Linked DNA regions of Mus musculus: all the other regions are linked to region 1. The links are chromatin contacts, called in public HiChIP or PLAC-seq maps. All regions are on one chromosome and are shown on one strand. The core of a region is the stretch at or near the end of the contact, and the rest is flanking DNA. Distances in the headings are between cores, read along the strand shown. Region 1 has its middle 28 kb from the start of Gm24154. Region 2 overlaps Tead1 (TEA domain family member 1). Region 3 overlaps Parva (parvin, alpha). Region 4 overlaps Tead1 (TEA domain family member 1). Region 5 overlaps Parva (parvin, alpha).

Evidence for each region. HiChIP or PLAC-seq counts read pairs in DNA pulled down with a chosen protein or histone mark.
Region 2: a contact with region 1 is called in an HNF4G HiChIP or PLAC-seq map of pancreatic cancer cells. The contact joins two enhancer-like sites. A contact is called at or near these places in 20 of 484 Hi-C or Micro-C datasets (8-cell embryo, the N1E-115 cell line, differentiating embryonic stem cells and 1 more), 6 of 115 datasets of contacts at active chromatin or transcription factors (embryonic stem cells, extraembryonic endoderm stem cells, pancreatic cancer cells and 1 more) and 1 of 9 other capture datasets (embryonic stem cells).
Region 3: a FOXA1 HiChIP or PLAC-seq map of pancreatic cancer cells shows a contact between it and region 1. The contact joins two enhancer-like sites. A contact is called at or near these places in 1 of 39 promoter capture datasets (cranial neural crest), 4 of 115 datasets of contacts at active chromatin or transcription factors (embryonic stem cells, epiblast stem cells and pancreatic cancer cells) and 1 of 9 other capture datasets (embryonic stem cells).
Region 4: a contact with region 1 is called in a FOXA1 HiChIP or PLAC-seq map of pancreatic cancer cells. The contact joins two enhancer-like sites. A contact is called at or near these places in 1 of 484 Hi-C or Micro-C datasets (the N1E-115 cell line), 4 of 115 datasets of contacts at active chromatin or transcription factors (embryonic stem cells, large pre-B cells, pancreatic cancer cells and 1 more) and 2 of 9 other capture datasets (liver and pancreatic islet).
Region 5: a FOXA1 HiChIP or PLAC-seq map of pancreatic cancer cells shows a contact between it and region 1. The contact joins two enhancer-like sites. A contact is called at or near these places in 2 of 484 Hi-C or Micro-C datasets (brown adipocytes and embryonic stem cells) and 2 of 115 datasets of contacts at active chromatin or transcription factors (embryonic stem cells and pancreatic cancer cells).

The regions. Positions count from the first base shown.
Region 1 is chr7:112,644,543-112,647,385 of GRCm38.p6, forward strand. No RefSeq gene overlaps it. Among named protein-coding and RNA genes, the nearest start is that of Gm24154, 28 kb to the left of the region's middle. Within about 2 kb of position 1,374, at least 59 of the 459 cell types and tissues checked have an H3K27ac peak or open chromatin away from gene starts, as enhancers often do. A contact at or near this core is called in pancreatic cancer cells and trophoblast stem cells, where this site is marked.
Region 2 is chr7:112,787,078-112,789,802 of GRCm38.p6, forward strand. The region is part of intron 2 of Tead1 (TEA domain family member 1); the gene reads left to right. Among named protein-coding and RNA genes, the nearest start is that of Tead1, 110 kb to the left of the region's middle. Within about 2 kb of position 1,449, at least 88 of the 459 cell types and tissues checked have an H3K27ac peak or open chromatin away from gene starts, as enhancers often do. A contact at or near this core is called in pancreatic cancer cells and trophoblast stem cells, where this site is marked.
Region 3 is chr7:112,443,336-112,446,144 of GRCm38.p6, forward strand. The region is part of intron 1 of Parva (parvin, alpha); the gene reads left to right. Among named protein-coding and RNA genes, the nearest start is that of Gm45998, 6.7 kb to the right of the region's middle. Within about 2 kb of position 1,491, at least 43 of the 459 cell types and tissues checked have an H3K27ac peak or open chromatin away from gene starts, as enhancers often do. A contact at or near this core is called in pancreatic cancer cells, where this site is marked.
Region 4 is chr7:112,825,042-112,827,876 of GRCm38.p6, forward strand. The region is part of intron 2 of Tead1 (TEA domain family member 1); the gene reads left to right. Among named protein-coding and RNA genes, the nearest start is that of Rassf10, 130 kb to the right of the region's middle. Within about 2 kb of position 1,365, at least 183 of the 459 cell types and tissues checked have an H3K27ac peak or open chromatin away from gene starts, as enhancers often do. A contact at or near this core is called in pancreatic cancer cells and trophoblast stem cells, where this site is marked.
Region 5 is chr7:112,490,512-112,493,211 of GRCm38.p6, forward strand. The region is part of intron 1 of Parva (parvin, alpha); the gene reads left to right. Among named protein-coding and RNA genes, the nearest start is that of Gm45998, 40 kb to the left of the region's middle. Within about 2 kb of position 1,385, at least 44 of the 459 cell types and tissues checked have an H3K27ac peak or open chromatin away from gene starts, as enhancers often do. A contact at or near this core is called in pancreatic cancer cells, where this site is marked.

The DNA of each region.
Region 1 (2,843 bases), core at 124-2,623:
TGGGGACAGGTCCAGACTGTTCCAGAACGTTCCTTCAGCAAGCGGTCTAGGAACACTGTGGCCCCATAACTGCTGCTCAGGTGGATTACGACTTAAGATTGAGTAGGATCAGAAAAGTCTTTGGCCCCCTCAGCCCCATTCATCAACCCTTTCCTCTGGAGGTTCTGGGTTTCTGTCCCCCATCCCCCACTGTTTATCTTCCAGGCCCTGGAATCACCCAAGCAGAGAGGAGTGTTTTCCCCTGGGGAAGGATTGCATCACGGACTGGGAACGTTCTGTGAAGTGTTTGTTCTACTTAGGTTTAGGAAATATGGGTGGCTGCCACCCAGTGTTCTTGGCCCCCTCTCCTCCATCAGAGCCTAGGTGATGTCCTGACCCAGTTGGCGCTGCATGTGTCTTCAGAGCAGCCACTAGGGGGAGTCGTCCCAGGAGCTGGCGGGAATGGAGGGCTGGAGGCGGGTCTTGACATTGTCTTAGGTTAGCACCTAAAATGATTGTGATTATGCTAAATAGACCAGCATTTGGAGAATGTTGTGGAGAGGGAAAAACAGTTGAAACAAATGGGCAAAGGAACATTCGCATATTTCCACATGACCTGGCTGGGTTTTCCCTGGTGGTCTTCTCGTACAGACCCGTTTCCTACACACAGAGTTAAAGTCAGTCCAGATTTTTCCCAGTCATGAGAACCTAGATGTACCTCACCAAATGAAGGCTTAGGAAAGCATTTATTGGCTCCTTTCCATTTTGTTCAGCGAAACAGCATCACATTGACATTAGAGCTGGAGAGATGACTAACTGGTTAAATGCTTGCCGCTTTTCTAGAGGACCTAAGTTTAATCCCCAGCACCCAGATGGGGCAGCTTACAACAGCCTATCACCAGCTCCAGGCATCTAATGCCCTCTGCTGGCCTCTGTGGGCACCTATACACATGTGTATGGCCAGCTCACACATACACACACACACACACACACACACACACACACCTAAACCAAAAAAAAAAAAAAAAAATCTTAAAAAAAAATCTCAGTTATATAAAGGGCTTGTTAATACATTTTTTAGATTAAAAATAGAGGCCACCAAGATGTCTCAGTGGGTAAAGCACTTGCCACCAAGCCTAGCCCCTCCATGTCCTTCCAGACCACTCAGAAGCTCTGAGTGAGGGGTCTCCACTCCTCCAATAAAGAGACCTATGCAACAGTCCCCTCTCTTTAACTCGGCTCTGAGGCTCAGAGTTGCTTCTTGATGCTTTTATTCTTCTTTTGAAAGCCAGGGTTCCTCTTTAAAAACCTGGGTCCTTCCATTTACCCAGCATCTCCCTCCCTTCCACCCTCTCAACCAACCCCAGGAATTACATGACTCATAATGACTAAAACTCAGACAACATAACTGCAGCCATAGAAGGTGGATCTAGTGAGTGCTTTTCCGTTCTCACTATTGTTAATTATCCATGTAAGATTCAATTGCTGCTAAGTAAACAGAACTCAAAATACTAAAGCCAACAGAAGTGTTTATTGAGTCATGTAACTGAAAACTTCAATGATGTATCTGCAGGTGCAGAGAGATCCAGGTGTTAACTGATGCCTGGAGCCTGCCTCTGCCTCCAAAGTGCTGGGATTAAAGGCCTGAGCCACCACACCCAACCCTTAGGAGCCATTTTATTTTTTTAACCATAGCAAAAGTAATATAAAAAATACCAAATAGCCAGGTATGACTTTAATCCCAGCACTCAGAAGACAAGAAGGATGCCTGAGTTCAAAGCCAGCCTGGTCTATGTAGTGAGTTCCAGGACAGTCAAGGCTACACAGAAAAATCCTGTCTCAAAAAAAAAAAAAAAAAAAAAAAGCAAAAAACCCAACCCCCACAACCAACCAACCAAACCACAAAAGAAAAAAAAAACAAAAAACAAAATAAAAAAGTATATCAAATATATAGCAATGAGACATGTAAGATTTTTTAAAAGATTTATGTATGTATGTATGTATGTATGTATTTATATGAGTACACTGTTGCTGTCTTCAGACACACCAGAAGAGGGCGTCAGATCCATCAGATCCTATTACAGATGGTTATAAGCCACCATGTGGTTGCTGGGAATTGAACTCAGGACCTGTGGAAGAGCAGTCAGTGCTCTTAACCACTGAGCCATCTCTCCAGCCCCCAAGACATGTAAGATTTTTATACTGAGAAAAATATGCTACTAAGATAAATAAAAATCTAAGTAAATAAGAGGGGATATACCATGTTTATGAATAAAAAAAGGAACAGTAATTTTCTCCAAATCTATCTATAAGCTATGTGTAATCCTGATAAATTTTGTGTCAGCAATGTTTTTTTTTAGATTTATTTATTTATTATATGTAAGTATACTGTAGCTGTCTTCAGACACACCAGAAGAGGGAGTCAGATCTCGTTAGGGATGGTTGTAAGCCACCATGTGGTTGCTGGGATTTGAACTCAGGACCTTCGGAAGAGCAGTCGGGTGCTCTTACCTGCTGAGCCATCTCACCAGCCCCAGCAATGTTTTATGAATAGAAATTGACAAGTTGATCTAAAATGCATATAGGATATGCATTTTAAAATATGCATTTTAAAAATGCAAAAGTCAAGAAGAGTCAAATTCAGCTTGGGAAAAGAAAGGAAGAACAAAGTTAGGGCTGGGGATGAGGCTCCATTGGCAGAGTGCTTGGTAGCATATAGAAAGTCCTGGGTTCTGTGCTCCCAGAACTGCTTCCCGGGAGAAGCAGGAGGATCAGGAGTTCAAGACTATCTTCAGCTACATGGTGTGTTCAAGGGCAGTCTGGGTGGGATACAAGATATAGTATTCTGCCTCAAAAACGGGAGT
Region 2 (2,725 bases), core at 199-2,698, 140 kb after region 1:
GCATGTCTGCTTTGACAGCTCGTGCACTTTGCTGGATGTCAGCCATGCCAGAAAACCATCAGCCTTTTCTAAGGTTGTTTATGAACACCCCAGAATCCAGCTGAGAATTCTCTTATTGTGTCTCTGAGAATCATGGCCTGCTTAATCCCTATTCTGCCTCTGGTAATGAAGGTAGATGCTCCAGGTCGAATTGATCTGAAATTCTTAAGAGTGAAGAGGAGTGTTTGATGTGTTCTCGGAGGCAAAGCTTACTGGACATTTATTTAATGCAGATATGTTTCATGTAACCTGGCACAAACAACTTGGGTCTCAGTGGAGGCATCAGAGTCTTTCCAAGACGAGGTTGTCACTAGCAGCTAATGCTGCTTCAGTGTTGATGTTGGTAAAGGACTGTAGCTCTGGGGCCAGCCCTTCAGAATAGCATTGCCGCCTCAGGATCAGCCCAGTCAGCTTGGGATGGCGACCGAGGAGGAAAGAGCCCGCGATAGATAGACACATTTCAGTTGCACTCTTGTGCATGTTTATTGAGTTAGTTATTATTGCATAATGTTGGAGCCAAAGAGTATGGTGTGATTATAGGTTTTATTGTTGGGTCTTGAGCTATATCCAGACATCGTTTTCCATAGGGAACTTGAATCCCAAAAGAGGAGAGATTATGCCTTTGTTTTGAAATAACTTTTTTTGGGGGGGGGTCTGTAGTAAAGCATGAAAAGTTGAACTTATCATTTACAGATTGGGGTGCAGGCACGCTGAGATGCTGCCTCAGGGCGTTAAGTGCTTGCTGTACAAGCATGGGAACACCAGTGCTGGGGTGTAGAGACAGGTGGATTCGGTAGCTCTCAGGCCAGACAGTCAGGCCTATTAGTGTGGTCCATATTCAATAAAAGACCCTGTCTCAAAAAATAAGGCGGAAAGCACCTCCTGTAGATTTGTGGCCTCATGCATGCATATTAGAAACACACGCCTACATACAAATTACTCATTCTCTTGCATTTATCTCCATGATAGAATGCATGCTTAGCATGTATGTGCAAAGCTCTGGGTATAACCCCAGGACCCCAAACAAAAAAAGTTCTTCTGCTCAGCCCTCCATCCAAACCATTCCCCATTGTCTCCACTCAGCAATGGAGATAACTGTTCAGGAAAGGGCCAGGCTTTTTGTTGCTACTCTGCAATCTGCCATTTTACTGTGTAGCTTGCTTCCCTGACAGGTACTGGTGGCCAGGTGCCGTTAATCCAGGTCAAGATGAAGAAAATGTACTTTTGTCAATTCCCCAGGCATCTAGCCGACCAGCCGGGTCTCAGGTATTCCAGATATGAGCGACGTGCTGTTGCGCAAGCTCCATGCATTGCTAGCTAGGAGATACAGAGGCCTGCCTGCCCTGAGCCCTTTGTTCTCCTGCTTGAAAGCAGTTAATTAGCAACTGTCTCCATAGCAACTACCTCATAGTCCAAAAACATTGTCTAGTTTTTCAGTTTAGCTTATCACACTGTTTACCTGAAGGGCTTTTCAGTGCTCTGAGTCTCATTTGAGTTGGCACCATGCCTATTGGGGAAGTGAATTGTCAAGAAAGAAAAAACACCACGGTAGCCAGGAGCCAAGCAGCCTTCTGACCAGGGCCATCCTGGGTGCTGGATGTGTAGCAAACAAAAGTTGCGTAGGCCTAATCTTTTTACCTATATTTTTCAGCTTGGCAGAAAACTGCTGTCCTTGCCCACCTGGCCCCGAGTCTGGAGGCTGCTTTCTCTCCCCCGCCCCCCCTTCCTGAAAGGTTTTCTAATGTTGTTCACATTCCCTCTTTATGGTAAGTTTTCTGTTATTGCTCATCCTGCAACCCCAGGTGTTCTCAGCCACAGAGCAGTCGAGGAAAGTTCTTCCTCCCTCGGGCATTTCTGAAGGCCCTGGGATGGTGGGTTTAGAAATGTGTGTGCAAATTTAGAACCACTTTGTTTTTCCATCTTCCCGAGGAAGAACCCCTCTTTCCTGCCTCTGGTAGCTTAGGTGGGCCATGTTTAAGACCAGGCAACTTCAGGTGGCTTTGAGTAAAACAGGAAGGAGAATTACGGCTTTTCATAAGCCACAAAGACGATAATACTTTTCACGGCTTTTGTTGATGGAGCACTACGTGTGTGGCCCACCGATTAGGCAAGGTGGGAGGTGTGTAGGAAGGAAGGCTCCTTCCTGAGTGTCTGCTGTGTGTGTGTCTTAATGGAACTGGCTCTCCTGGGCTGCTCGTGGTGACGCTGCAGCTTGGCCCCATACTCACAGAGCTCCATGGGGGTTGTTGGTGGGTTTAGTCTGTGTATATTATAGACTGTAGTGTGCTGCACACCTTTGCTAAGAAAGCAGGATAGAGGAGCTGGAGAAATGGCTCAGAAGTTAAGAGCAGTTGTTGCTCTTTCAGAGGACCCAGGTTCAGTTCTCACAGCTCCAGTTTCAGGGGGATCCGACTCCTTTTCTTTCAGGCAAAACACTCATACACATAAGTTAAAATAAATCTTAAAATATACAAGCTGGATAGAATTTAGGTAGTGTATATACACTGTGGCATTGCTTAAGCTGGGTCTAGGGGGAAAAGAAACCATGAAGCCTTCCTGCATGCTTTTCCAGAGCCTCTTAATAGATAGACAGCGGAGAACAATATGCTTGAGGCCTTGGCTGGAGGTTCTAGCAGGGAGTAGCTTGGAATACCCTTGAGGGTAGGAAGGTACGCCTTTGTCTGGG
Region 3 (2,809 bases), core at 241-2,740, 200 kb before region 1:
AGGTTAGGATTCTAAGCACATACTATCATGCCATTTGGGCTTTTGCTGATATATGTGAGTTCTGGGGACTGAACTCACATCTTTGTGCTTGCGAGGAAGCACTTGACTGTGCCATCTCCTCCGCTTCCTTCTGTTGACAAGTGGGTTTTGCAGGTGACCTGCATCTGGGACAGAAGTTAATCATCAGATGGGTCACATCTGCTGTGGACCTGAGCCTGCTGGAGCACGTGTCTGTCACACCCCATACTTCAGGGAGTGTTTCTGGGGGTCACTTTGTAGCAGATGTAGCCACAGTACTTATTAACACCACTGCTCTCAGCTGTGCTGTGGCAAGCACAGTTCAGCTCTCTGCAGTCAGGAGTGACGCTCTGCACCAAGTATAGCTGAGGTGACCTGGAGGTGGCCACATTGGGCTGGCATGGGTTGTTTCTACCATGATGTGAATGCAGGTTGTGGGTACCCCATGACTCAGGAGGCTCAGTGTAGCAGGCTCCATGTTCCCCTCTCTCCATAACACCTTCATTGGTAGGATATTAACTCTGCTAATTGCAGAGTCCCCTGACTTCTTGATTCAGAATAGTGATTCTACAGTCAATGTTTGCCTTGGCTTGCATGACTATGGGGGCTGCAGGCAGAAGAGGAGGTAGAAGATGAGGCACTAAGGCAGCAGGTGTGGGCATTCTGAACAGAGACTCTGAACAGTATCTGTCACATGCCTTAGTTTTTCTATTACCATCTTTCTTGTTGCTGGGACAAAATACCTGGTGGAAGGAAGGAAGGAAGGAAGGAAGGAAGGAAGGGAGGGAGGGAGGGAGGGAGGGAGGAAGGAAGGAAGCTAGCTTAACTTGGCTCACAGTTCCAGGGTGCATTTATGGGAAAGAGGCCATGGCAGCAGGAGCATGAGCCAGCCAGCCATATCGCACCTGCAGGCAGGATGCAGAGGGAAACAATGCTGGTGCCCACTGCCTCCTTTTTATTTTGTCTTGGACCCTACCCCATGGGATGGTGCCACCCACAATCCAGGATGGCTCTTTGCTGTTCTGTAAAAACCTTTCTGGACACGTCTTCATAGATACACTCAGGGATGTGTTTCTATGGTGATCCTAAATCCAGTTAAGTTGACAGTCACGATTAACCGTCACGGCCTTGAATCAGAGAGACTTATGGGAATCCGGGGCACAGTCTCAGATGCAGGGTCCTGAGGAGAAAGGCCAGCAGGCTGGGCTCCTCACTGAGTAACAGCTTGAGCTGTTGATAACCACTACAGAATCACAATTTCACTGGCTCCATGAGGCCCCGAGAGGGTGTTCACAAAGGAGCCTCCAGCTTCTTGCCCTATTCACCCCGCTCCCTCGCACCTCAGGCTTGGAAATAAACAGTCCTCTCTGCTGGAAGGAATTTTCCTATTTACCATAAGGCTGAGTACACATACACACCCTTCCTGGCTCGCAGCCCTGGTGGAGCAGACCTGCAGATGACAGGTAGTTAATAGTGACAGCTGGGAGAAGCCTGGGCAGCAGGAGCTGACAGTTTTGAGGTTGTTTGCAAAACACAGGGGGAGGGTAACCCAGTTCCAATGTAAAGCAAGTCTGAGGGTGTAGCCCTTGTCAGGGAGCTGCAGCTGCGTCTTGGCTGAGGGTTGCAAGGCGTCCTGGTGGGCTCGGTAGCCCCTCCAGCGCCTGTCCAGTCTCCCGGAGGAAAAATGACGCCTCACCTGCTTTTCCTCACTCCCGTCATTATGGGAAATTGCAAGGCTCCCTGGTGACTCCGAAGGAGAAGATTGATTTGTTGCTTCTGATTGTCACTGTGCTAATGTGACAGGGTGATGGGCACCCAGATTCACGCCTAGTAATGGCCCTGCCAGAGGTGGATGTTAACACAATTGGGACCCGACACTTCAATAAATCGGGGACATTCTACCACAGAGATCAGAGTTCAGAATTGCTTAAATTGGTGTTGAAGCAGGTGGGGAAGAGGAGTCCAGGGGCCATGAATTTCATGGTTGGCAATTGACTTTCATTTTGGAAGGCCTGACTGTCAGCTTTTCCAGTCTATGACATCAATTGAAGTCATTTGGACTCCTGGCTACCTAGCCCTTTCAGGATTGCTGGTTCTGGGAATTGTGATTCATGGTGTTCTTGTGTGAAAAAAAAAAAATCTAACAGCCTCTTCTGAACCTCTGGGGTTGGAAGATTGTGTTTGATGGGGAGGATGGAGGGAGTGTGAATGACAGATTCCGCTCCTGCCTGGTGCGCTGATCCCTCCCAAGCCACCCTTCTTGCCCAGACCTCTTACCTTAGGGCCTCTTGCCTTAACTTGCAGGTTCATTAACCTGGGTGTCATGATACTGTCATGCAGTAGTACCTTGTCTTCACGTAGCTTCTCGTGAGGTGGGAATGCACATTTTAGGTCTCTGCTGGGAGTTGAAAGCCAGAGGAAAGACTGGTCCCTATAGAGGAATGGTAATTAAAAAAAAAAATCTATACTGAGATATAACCTAAAGGTGTTGTGTTTGCTGTTGTACAATCATTGCTATAAGTTGAAGATGTTTTCTCTGCCTGCTTCCCCATCCCTCTACCTCAGTCTACTCTTTATTTCCATGGATTTGCTTACTGTCCTGGATAGCTTTAAGATCAGCTTGACATAGATAGCCTCAGCTGAGGAATGGCCTGCATCATATTGGCCTGTGGGCATGACTGGAGAATTATCTTGATTGTTAATTGTTGTAGGAAGGTCCAGCCCATCATGGGCAGCATCATCCCTAGACAGGTGGTCCCCAACTATGTAAGAAAGCAAGCTGAGTATAACA
Region 4 (2,835 bases), core at 115-2,614, 180 kb after region 1:
AGATTTTATTCAAATGGTAAAAAATCTTAACATTTTCTCATCTTTAGAGCTGGCCTAAAACACAAAGATTTAAGAGCAATCTCCTTTTGCCCAGTATTAGGAATCTGTGACAAGTAGAGTGACTACTACTTTCCCTTGTCAGTGAGTCCATCCATAAAGCCCACTAGTCACTTTGCACCAACACTTAGCCTGGCTGCTGCCTCCTCTGTCACCACTACCACCATCAGATTGTACAGGCGTAGGGGTTGTGTTTGGGGGTGCAAGAAAGACTATTGTTTCTAGACACCCAAGTATGGCCGCAGACAAACCCGCAGAGCAGCATGTCCGGGAGGGAGCATGTGTCTACTCAGAGCGCCAGATCAACCCCAATAGTTTTTCAGGGATGCTAACCCTCTTGTAACTGCCAAATTGGATTTGTCGCTGAATGAAGTATCAGCTGCTGCGGACAAGGCCATAAAAGCCAGCCGGCTGGCCCCTTTGTAGGCGAGGCTTAGCCAACGATTGATATGTTTTAGCACTTTCAGAATTATTGTGATTAGGAGGAAACCATTCTGAATGAGAGAGAAAAGGGGGAAGGACTTACAGTCACAGCTGGTGAGCAGCGTGTGTTTGCAAAGAGGAAGTCACCATTATGGCTTTCTCCTGGTTCCTGCCCTCAGTGAATAGTGTGAAATCTCGGGAGGAGGAAGTCCTGTCCCTACTAGAGTCTCCTCTGCAGGATCTGGAATGTTTAGGATTTGAGAAGCCTGTGCGTTTAGACATCAAGGTGTGTGCATGTGCGCAATACACAGTGGCTAAATGCACACTGGTCACCACGTGTGAGTGAATTGAGTTAATTAACTGTAGAGCTATCACTAGTAACAATGAATGTCTTATCTTAGATTTCCCACACCTGAGGTTCTATGACGCACTTTTAAAATAAGACTCTTTGTCACCTGTCCTCAGGGTGGCCTTGCAGGTTAAATGGGAAGACACAGTGCCTGGTTTAGGCTGTCCAGGTATCATACAGTGTTTTTAGACCGAATATTTTTAGGTACCACCCGTCCTAGGAACTCTTACCCTGATCGTGCACCAGCCAGGAGGCAGCTCTTGGAGTGGCTCAGAGCTGTGTGGCTTTCCCAGCATTCCCAAATACACATGGATTGGCTGCCTCTCTCGCAGTCCCCGAGGGCACCCCATTCCAGTTCAGAGTTTGCTCAGCAATACAACTCAGGAAAGAGGCCGGCTTGCCAGGTCCCGGGGAGAGCCTTTCCAAGCCTGTGAAAAGCACGAAGCATCCAGCAGCCGAGCCTGCTTACAGCTGGCCCTCCTGGCCCTCTGCTAGCTTTGATCTGCGAATCAGGCCGCACCATGAATGCCCTTATTGTCATGTTCTGTGTACACAGTGTGTGAATTATTGAAAATAGGGAGGCCTGGGCCTCATCTGGTAGAGATTACAGTGCAGGCATGCTGGGCGAAGGTCTGTAATTGAAAATCCCCAGATGCTGTTTATTTGCCCTTTGTCACATGACCTGCAGCAGGAAGATTGTCTGAACAAAACGCTGCCTGCGTGGAGAGTAGAGCCTGCCATCCCCCACCCCAGAGCTTCCACAGGCGCAGTCAGTACACAGCTTAAACACCTGCCCGGAGGATTTTTAAAGGCTTAAAATAGATTCGCTCATAGCATTTAAATAGAAGGCATCTTGCTTGTTGGTTTAAACTGCTTAAGCGGTTGTTGACTTGTGGAACCTTCTATCCACACGAGGGTTTGCTGGATAATTTCACTTTGAGATATCTTTACAAAGCAGAATTCAAGGCTAGAGCCATATAAGGCTATGACGCATGGGCTCTTGAGTGTAGTGGGTGAGCTAGCAGATGTATAGTCCTTCTATCTTTAGAAAACATTATGGATACCCAGCATATGGCCCTGAGTTAGTGAGTTGATTCTTACCTGTTTGACCTGTTGTGAAGAAAAGATGTTTCCTGGAAAGTATTTTCTCAAAGGCCAACTTACCTTTTTGTCAGGTGGATTGGGGCAGATGCTACTTCTAAAAGCTATGAAGGCCACCAGAATTTTAAAAAAAAAAGGAAAGCCAGGTGTCCCAATACAAGCCTCTCAGCCAACTACTCCAGGCTTAAGACTGAGAGATAACTTCATAGACAATTTTCAACACCAGCCTAGGCATCGTGGGGAGGCCCTGTGTCGGCCGGATGGATGGGTAGGTGGGTGGGTGGGTGGATGGATGGCGGATGGGTGAATGGATTCTGAAGATACAAGGTTCTTAGTTTTCTGAGTTTATTACACTCATCCTACCTCTGGTCCTTTGTCTCACCTGCCGCTCAGAGGGGAGGGAAAGTCACAGGTAGTTCAGTATTCCACAGTCTTTCCACCCAGATCCTGTTGTACCTTAAGGACGGGAGCCCTGGCTTTTCCTTCTTCTGCCAGCATGGAGCTCTTTCATGTTCCCCGTGGAGAGAACACATCAGATGACTGCTTCTTCTGCCCCACCGTGCTGCTCTTCAGAGTAAAAGTGTTACAGGAAGAGATGGAAACCAGCATCAGTATGGCGGCCGATCGTAGCCTCTCCTGAGGTGCTGTGAGCCAGGAAGACAGTAGTCTCTGGAATCAGAATATGGCCCCTGCTTTCATGAAGCCCAGAATTTGTCAAGGAAATTGGGCAAATCCGTATACCATATCACCAGGCAGTTCTTGTACAGTATCCAGAGAGTCAGGAACTGGTGATCAAAAGGTCCTTCTAGTGGTCATGATGTCCTAGGCCGTGGTGTCTTAGGAACTTAGACATTATTGTTCAGCAGTTTTGGGTGGACCACAGAGGCAGGAAAGAGTGAAGGCTA
Region 5 (2,700 bases), core at 135-2,634, 150 kb before region 1:
CCACCTTTTCTAACTTTATAGAGGGAAATATCCTATCTTTTGATTTTAAAGAATTCTTATAAAGAATTAATGTTGGAAGTGATACATGTCTATAATCTCAACTACTAAAGAGACTGACTGGGCAGGAGGATTACAAGTTCAAGGTCAGCCTAGGTAATTTAGCAAGATCCTATTTAAAATTCAAATTTCTTTTTTAAAGGGGTTAAGACGGTAGCTTTGTGGTAGAATGCTTGCTTAGTGTGTGGAAGGCTGGAATTTAATCCCCAGGTTGAGGGAGGAAGGGAGGGGGAGGGAGGGAGGAAGGGAGGGAAGAAAAGGAAGAAGGAAGGAGGGAGGGGTAAGTTAGTTGAATGTTATTGATGGCTTCCTCCATATCTGCTAAAACATTCCTTAAAGATTTATTTTAATTTTATGTATATGAGTATTTGCCTGTATGTGTATATGTATAGTAAACATGGGTGCAGTGCCTATGGGGGCAGAAGAGAGGTCAGATCCCCCGGAACTGGTATTGCAGCTGTTTGTGAGCTGTCATGTGGGTGTTAGGAACCAACCCAGGTCCTCTGAAGAGCAGCCAGTGCCCTGAACTGCTGAGCCATGCCTCCAGCCGCTCAGAATAATCTTATATTTCAAAACATTTCATGTACAAGTTTTGAATTATTACCTCAGTGGTGCTAATTCTCTGTCCTCTGAGATTGCTTGTAACTGATTTTGAGACTTTTTCCTGTACTTTTGGGAGGATATTATTTATGATTTATTAAACTATTCAGATAATTTCCTCTCTCTCTCTCTCTCTCTCTCCCTCTCTCTCTCTCTCTCTCTCTCTCTCTCCGATGTATGTGTGTGTGTGTGTGTGTGTATACATGGATTGTCAGCAAGCACAGTTGAATATACACCACCTAGACTAGTTAGCACTAGGTTAAGTGCTACATGGTAGATATCCCATGATTCATCAAGAACAAACAAAAGCCCCTAAAAGCTATCACCTCCCCTCTTCCTGGAGTCTTAGGGGCTCCCCTGGGAGATTTTAGCATTTCCCCCACTGGACCCCCATTAGTCAGTCTAGGTCAGTGACACAACCCCACCAGGGAACCTGCTCGTGTGGCCTCTTCCCAACACTTTGCAGAAGGTGACTTCCTGCATACCTGTCCTGGTCCTGAGGACACGCTCCTCTAAGTACCCACAAGTGATATCTCCCTGCTTGTGTCCCAGTGTTTTCCTTAAGTGTGTCACTCACCATGGCAAATAATTATCCTAGCTGTATCCTATTATCTAATTGCCTCCTGTGTCATTATGTGTGTCCCCTGAGTCCAGCATCCCTGTAGGGACAGGGTGGAGGGAGGCTTCAGGTCTGTTTATTTATTTAACACAAGCTGCTCTGTGCTGCTAAGTATGTGGCAAACACTCAGAAACCCTCTCTGAGTAAGCAATTGGGTGACTCAGTAATTCTCACCTTACTCTCAGGCAAAACCCAGATTCTGGCCAGGGGCGGATTTGATCAGCTTTAGTGAGCTGGATTAGATTAGCTTTAGTGAACTCATTAGGAGAAAGAAACAAAAGGGTTTCCACAAGGGGCCATGCTTATCTTCCAGGCTGTCAAATTTGTCTATCCATCCTCTTCCATTCAAGGCATGGGTAACTGTTGAGTAGTTCCTGGGAGCTGAGAATGGAAGCTTCAGGGTTGGGGACACACACACACACACACACACACACACACACACACACACACACAGAGAGAGAGAGAGAGAGAGAGAGAGAGAGAGCCTTCCCTGGTTTCATGGTGTTCCCAGTCTAGTAGCAGAAGCTGGTTTTAAGCAAACCAACCAACCACTAGCTACACAGCTACAAATCGTGCTAAGTATCATAAAGGGGAGAGAATGGTGTGGATACCTGCAGTTGGTTTTCTCAATGAGCAGGGTTTTTCAGATGACAGGTTAAGCTGAGATATGCAAAGGTCCTGAGGTGTGGGTTGTATTGTTCCTTAGAGAGGCAACCAAAAGCTAGTATGTGACTGGAGCATGATGAGTCAGGGTGGAGTTCTATGGGGTGAGCCTGGATGGGGCCTGATGACGGGTAAGGTCCTGTGGTCCAGGCCTGGGCATTTGAGTTCTAATCAATTGATTATATGTTTTCCAAGATGCTGTATGCTAGCCACTTTTCTATTTTCTACATCACTATGATAAAAATGCCTAAGAAAAACAATAGAAGGAGAAAAGATTCAGGGCCATGGATTCATAAGCTTTCTTTCATGGTCAACTGGCTCCATTGACCTAGGCCTGGCGTGAGCCAAAACCCATGGTCGAGGACTCCCTCAGCAGTCAGGACAGACAGATGGACAAAAAAGGCCCTACCTGGGCTGGTGAGATGGCTCAGTGGGTAAGAGCACCTGACTGCTCTTCCAAAGGTCCAGAGTTCAAATCCCAGCAACCACATGGTGGCTCACAACCATCCATAACAAGATCTGACTCCCTCTTCTGGTGTGTCTGAAGACAGCTACAGTGTACTTACATAAAATAATAAACAAATCTTTAAAAAAAAAAAAAAGGCCCTACCTTTTTTGTAATAATGTCGTCAAATCGTGTGTACATCAATGGATTCACTCACTGCTTAGGATAGAATCCTCAGTTCAGTCCTGTATCCAAAGCCCTGCCTCTAAATACTACCCTCAGGACCGAGCCATCAACACGTTAGTTTGCAGGGAGA